2 separate regions of the Anas platyrhynchos genome follow, and region 1 is linked to region 2. The links are chromatin contacts, called in public Hi-C maps. All regions are on one chromosome and are shown on one strand. The core of a region is the stretch at or near the end of the contact, and the rest is flanking DNA. Distances in the headings are between cores, read along the strand shown. Region 1 has its middle 19 kb from the start of PCSK2. Region 2 overlaps LOC110354506 (a long non-coding RNA gene).

What was found. Hi-C and Micro-C count contacts between places; a contact is called where the count stands out from the background.
Region 1: a contact with region 2 is called in a Hi-C map of F1 follicle, with 2.8 times the contacts expected there. The contact joins two enhancer-like sites. A contact is called at or near these places in 4 of 8 Hi-C or Micro-C datasets (F1 follicle, F5 follicle, liver and 1 more).

The regions. Positions count from the first base shown.
Region 1 is chr3:8,569,014-8,572,184 of IASCAAS_PekinDuck_T2T, forward strand. No RefSeq gene overlaps it. Among named protein-coding and RNA genes, the nearest start is that of PCSK2, 19 kb to the right of the region's middle. Within about 2 kb of position 1,443, at least 1 of the 8 cell types and tissues checked has an H3K27ac peak or open chromatin away from gene starts, as enhancers often do. A contact at or near this core is called in F1 follicle, where this site is marked.
Region 2 is chr3:8,479,061-8,482,140 of IASCAAS_PekinDuck_T2T, forward strand. All of the region lies in intron 2 of LOC110354506 (a long non-coding RNA gene), which reads right to left. Among named protein-coding and RNA genes, the nearest start is that of PAK5, 24 kb to the left of the region's middle. Within about 2 kb of position 1,376, at least 1 of the 8 cell types and tissues checked has an H3K27ac peak or open chromatin away from gene starts, as enhancers often do. A contact at or near this core is called in F1 follicle, where this site is marked.

The sequences.
Region 1 (3,171 bases), core at 193-2,692, 90 kb after region 2:
GCAACAAGCACTGAGAAGAAAACAAGCAAGTATTTCAATAAAGCAATAGCTGGAACAGAAACTGCAGCCGTTGTCCCTCTACCAAAGGAGGATGGCCTGAAGAGCCCTGGCTGGGATGTTTAAGTGGACATGAAATTTTCCAGAGATAGGATATTTCATGTCCAAACATAGTTAGGACGTGAAATTTCCCTGAGAACCAACCTGTTCAGGCACTCAGCTTTAATGCTGCTCCCACTCGTTTGTGCCTGACATCCTTTCCTGTGGTGAGAGCACCCTCCAGCTGCCACCGCCACCACTCAGCATCACACACACAATGCACAGCCCTGAAAAATGTCCCTGCTCACACCTACCACCTTAGTGAAAAGGCCTCACAGACACTCAATGCCATTTGTGGTGAAAAAAAAAAAAACAATAAAAAAAAAAGGCAATTAAAAAAACACCACAGGACAGAAAAAAAAAATAGAATAACGAAAAGAACAACGCTGCCCTCTCCAGCTCACCAGTAACCCTCTTCAGCCATATCCTTTGCTGAAACCCCGATCTAAAGATTCCACCTAAACTACCATGAAATGGCCCTATTCTCCTGAGGAGACTTGGAGTGTTCCGGTTCGAAAAGTGAACTTAAATATACATCCCAGAACACAAGATCAAGCAACACAAACTAAGCTACAGAACTATCAAGCGGAGTACTAATAGGTAGAACAAATACTGAGAATCAAGATTTCCTCTCTCAAAAACATGAAAGAGTAGCAATAACAGGAAAGAAGTATCAAAGATGGTAAAGATCACATGACAATAGCAAACCTAAGAAAGAAAGAAATATAACAAGAAGAAAAAAAAATTTAAAAAAAAAAAGCCCCTTATTCAAGATGAAAATAAAAAAAAAATAAACAAACCACATGTGACATGCAACAATGCCCTCCTCGTAGCCTGTGCAATGAAGAACATAAGGAAAGCTTTGCTGAGAAGAGCTCACTGAACGACACAGAGCGAAACACTTGTCGAGAGCCGAGTACTGAAGCTCACCTAAAATGTACAATAAGAAGACTCCAACGGCCATGCAATGAAACATTCCTCAGGAGTCCCAGAGTAAAGCACCACAAAAGCTGCAGGATTCCTCCATGTTCACGCACTGAAGCACTCCTGAAGGGCTGTACTGTGAAGAAAACAAAAAACAGAGCATGAAGCACTCCTCAAGGGCGGCGTGGTGAAACAGTCCTCAAACGCTGCGCTTCACAGAAAACACAGACAGATGAACAATGAGGAACTTCTCAAGGGACACAAAGTGTAAAACAAATTAAAAACAAGATGATAAAGCACTCCTCTAAAGGAGAGAACTGAAAAACAAACAAACACACAAAAAAACCTGCAGTGAGAAGCACACCACAGGGGACAGAATGTGAGAACACCACATCTGCATGACGAAGCACTGCTCAGGAGAAGTAGAAGGGAAAAACAAACAAAAACCAAAACAACAACAACAAACTGCTTGATGAAACACTCCTCAGGGTTAGTGCAGAGAAGAAAAAAACAACACAGGTAGGATAAGGCCCTCCTCAGGGGCATTACAATGTAGAGAAACACCAAACACTGCACAAATAAGCAATCCCAAGGCTCCACAAGGTCAAAAAAAAAAGACAGAAAGCTGCACGATGAAGAACTCCTCATGGAACATGTGTTGCACAAAACACAAGAAGCTGCATGATGAAGCAGTCATCATGGGTAGCACTATGAAGAAAAAAAACAAAGGACGGACAATGAAGCATACCTCAGAGGCTGCTCAGTGAAGAAAACAGCAAAAGCTGCACAATGAAGCTTTACTATGGAGCCACACCATGAACAAAACATAAAAGATAATGTGAAGAAGAAACTCCTCTTGGACTGCAGTGCAGAAAACACCTACAGGTGGAAGAAGCAGCCACCCTCTGGGGTCGTGAAGTGAAGAAAACTCCAAAATCTTCATGCAAAAGCACTCCTCAGGGCCACAAGATGAAGAAAAAATACATGTAAAAAGCTCCATGAAGAATTACTCCTCAGGTGCCACAGTGAAGAAAACACCAAAAGCTGGACGATGAAGCACTCCTCAGGGGAAACATGGAGTGGAGAAACCTGCACGATGATGCACTCCTTTGCAGTTGCACACTGAAGAAAACACCGAACACTGTACAATGAAGCACTCATCAGGGCCACAAGGTGAAGAAAACATGAAAAGCTGGATGATGAAGCTCTCCTCAGGGGAGTCGTGGTGTGGAGAACCCCAAAACCTGGACAATGCAGACACCCTCATGAGACACAGTGAAGAGAACCCCCAAACCTGCATACTGAAGCAATCCTCAGGGCCTGGAACGAGAAAAGAAACACCAAACGTTAGAAGATGAAGCACTTCTTAGGGGCAACAAGGTGAAAACAATACCAATAGTTGTACAATGAAGCTCTCCTCAGGAAAACATGGTGAGGAGAACCCCAAAGGTTGCATAATGCAGTATTCCTTGAAGCCGCAATGAAGAAAACACCAAAAGCTGCATGAGGATTCAATCCTTCCTGGTTGCACACTGAAGAAAAAAAAAACTAATGCAGCACACAGAAGCATTCCTCAGAGGACACAAGGTGAAGAAAATATGATAAGCTCTGAAAAGAATTACTCCTCAAATGCCACGCTGAAGAAAAAAACAAAAGCTGGATGATGATGCTCTCCTCAGGGGAAGCGTGGTGTGCAGAACCTCCACAGGTGGACGCAGAAGCGCTCCTCAAGTCGCAGGGAAGAAAATAACCAAAGCTGCTCAAGAAATAACTCCTCCGAGGCTGCAGTGAAGAAACCCCAAAAGCTGCGCTGTGAAGAACTCCTTGGGGGCCACAAGGTGAAGAAAACGTGAAAAGCTAGATGATATTGCTCTCCTCAGGGAGTCGTGGTGAAGAGAACCCCAAAAGCTGGATGATGAAGAACTCCTCAGGGCCGTAGAGAAGAAAACACCAAAGATTGCAAGATGAAGAACTCCTCAGAGGAATTTTTGAATGGGAAATACCAAAAGCTGGAAGATGCAAATCTCCTCAAGTATCGCAACGTGAAGATGACACTAAAAGCTGTAGGGAGCTCAACTTCAAAATCTTTTCTTTCCCAGGACTGAGTATGATCTGACCTTGTTAGTAATCTTGAGAATCCAAACACCACTT
Region 2 (3,080 bases), core at 126-2,625:
GTGTGTCACCAACGAACCGTATCCATACATCATAGCTTGCTACTGTGTCACTCCTTATTAATTGCCTCCTTCATTTTCTCCTCTGCTCCCACTCAGCTCAATTAGTGGGCTACAAGTGAGCACTATTGAACAGTGAGCGAGGAGCCTCAAGTAAAGAAATGAAATTTGCCTTTAGGAAAAAAAAATAATAGAATGGGAAGAGGAGCAGAGCATCTAACAAGGTATGTGGATCAATAGGTCAGCTATTTCTCGAGCTGCAGTGGAACACTTGGGATGTTCAAATCTGCCCAAGCTGACAGATTTTGTCTTTGGATTCACGTCTGGAACAGCAAAGTGTGCCAAACAGCAAAGGACATCCATATACCTCTGTTAGTAAGCCGCTTGGACCTTTTTGGGGAGTCAGAAAAGACTGAGCTGCCAGAGAAGAAGCAAAGGAATTGTTTTTTTACCCTCAACTATTGCCACTGGTACCAAAATGGAAAAGAAAATGCGCTAGGAGCTCACTATATTTATTTCCCTTTAGAAAGGGTGAGGTAAAAAGCATGTCAGAGCACTGCGAGATATAAATACTTGTGAACAGGCTCGTTTCTTAGCGTACAATTTCTCTGGACTAACCAAACTGGGATCAAAACCGTATTTCAAATTTTCTAGCAGTAAAAGAGTTCCAGAAAGAAACAACAAGTTTATTCTCCCCCCCCTTTCCATTCTTTCCCCTCTTTTTGAGTCTCTTATTTTCATTAACAATATGAAAAAAGAGTGAAAGAAGGAAAAGCAAACAAGAAGGGAACAAAGCAAAAATTGCTATTCCTGCATTTGGGAACTAAACAGTGCTTTGTGGCTTTAAGCGAACAACAGAAATCTGAATTTTTGAAGTCCATTTTTTCCATTCGTTGGGGAATAAAAGTCAATTCCCTATCCAGTGAAAATGAATTTCCCGATCAGGTGTGATATTTCCCGATAGGTCAGGTGTGATATTTTGCAGTAAGGATTTCAATCAAACAGGAGGAAAGAGAAGCAGCTTCAATAAGAGTTACATCCTGATGGCTCCCCAAAGCTACTGGATCTCCCGGACAGAGCTGCTGACCACCAAAGCATCCCTGAGTGCTCTCACTGCTCGGCAGCTCTCAGCTCTCTGCAACCTTCCCATGTGCAGCCCAAACCAGGAAAATGAAACTGTACCTGAACTTCCTCAGCAAAATGAGCCCCCAACACAGGAATGACACTGTAAGACCAATACAGGATTTAACATAGTGGAAGTGTTTACTTTCTGCTCAGTATTCCCTTTTCAGAGAGGGGTGAAAACCGGCCAAGCACAGCACTGAGCCCAGCTCAACCAGCACGCTGTGCAAGCAGAACAAACCTGGCCTGTAGCAATGGTGCTGAGTTACAAGGGCAAGCAGGCCTTGACTCGTGCTTTCCAGCTCCGTTTTCTCCTGGGCACCATACTGCAGGCAGCAAAAGCACAACCAAAGTAAGACTGATATTGTACAAGCTCACTTTAGGATAGAATAAATCTTGTAGTTAAAATATAATGAGAACAAACTATATGACATCTTGTTACCTGTCGACCTTCTGTTATGTTGAAGCATCTTGTTAATTGAAACATCCCGTTATCTGTCAACCTTCAGGTATGCTGAAACTTGAGCTAACTCAAGCCAACTCGGCATTCCTGTGGCTTGGAGAACAACTGATTCAGCCAACTTGGTATTCTTTAGCAAAAGGTGAAAAATACATCATGAGGAAGACCTACAGTCTTCCTCCCAAAGACCACTGCCCATGTCCTGAAGACCCCTGCCACAATTCTTGGGAGGCTTTGCACAAGGACTGATAAGCCTAATTAGCATACGAAGCGCGAGTAGGTGGGTTTAGGTAATGAATATGTATAGGCATTAATTGAATATTCATCATTTCGCTGTATAAATATGAGGCAGTTTGTTACTTTGAGCATGCACGTTAGGTGGAAGGATCCCCCATGCATCCAGCACTGACAATAAAGGATACTTCGTCACTTAGAAATTTTGGCTTTGATCTTTGAATCAAGACCGCACCAGCCTCAAGCCTTGGGCCCAGCCATGGACTTGCAGCTGCTTGATGGCACTGCAAAGAACGCGGATTTTAAGAGAAGCACCGCTGTTCGTTGCTTGGTTAGCAGCACCATGAATGCTGTGGTGGTATCAATGGGAAACCAGAGCTTCAGGATCTGTTCAGAAAAGCATTAAGCTAAGTCTCGCTCATTATACAGAGGCTAACTGCACTCTTAGGGTTTTTAAAATGCTAGAGCTCCCTACAGCAGGCATTTTGAACTGCACAGTCAAATCAAGCTGTTATAAATGAAGTCTCAACTCAATCTGAATTTAGTAACATTTATACTTATAAAAGGTATAAAAGCTACAAAAGGTATAAAAGGCAAGTAAACAGCACTGGGTGTGCGGGGAGTCTACGCTCCACCAACACGCACACACAAACATCAAACATTCTAAACATACAGAACATTGCTTTAAATACTAAACCTGAGTATGCCTATACATACGTACAATCAGGAAAGGTAACAAACAATCCTTTAAGTTCCATGACTTAACAGTCTCCATTTTCCATTCCTTTTGAACAAAATGTCTCGCTTTAAGTTGTCAAGCAACTCGGTCTTCGGGCCTTATGTATCCCGTTCTTCCCGGATCGAAGAAAAGCACATCCATCTCCTTTTCAACACCAATAGGCCTGGGTCAAAAGGCACGTCCAGGTCAACAGGGGGCATAACAGCAAAAGCCTTCAATGACTGTGGCAGCAGAGGGGCCCATGGCATAGCAGTCGGATCAGTAGAGGAGCCCGCAGCTCCCTCACTGTCTGGCAAACCACACGTTTCTGACTGTGGTCCCACACAGCTCTTTAAGGCCTCAGAGACTGCTCGCCAGGTGCCGAGCAATCCCACTGCAACCTTGCCCTTTTTAGTTGCAGAGTCCCACACCTTGACCTCAGCTTGGTCCCATATTTCAGGCTCATAAACTGTCCGATTGTTAAGAAGGAGAATAAGCTGTAAGGTTACCAGGACAGTCTTTGTTCCTGAGGACGTATGATTCCCCATA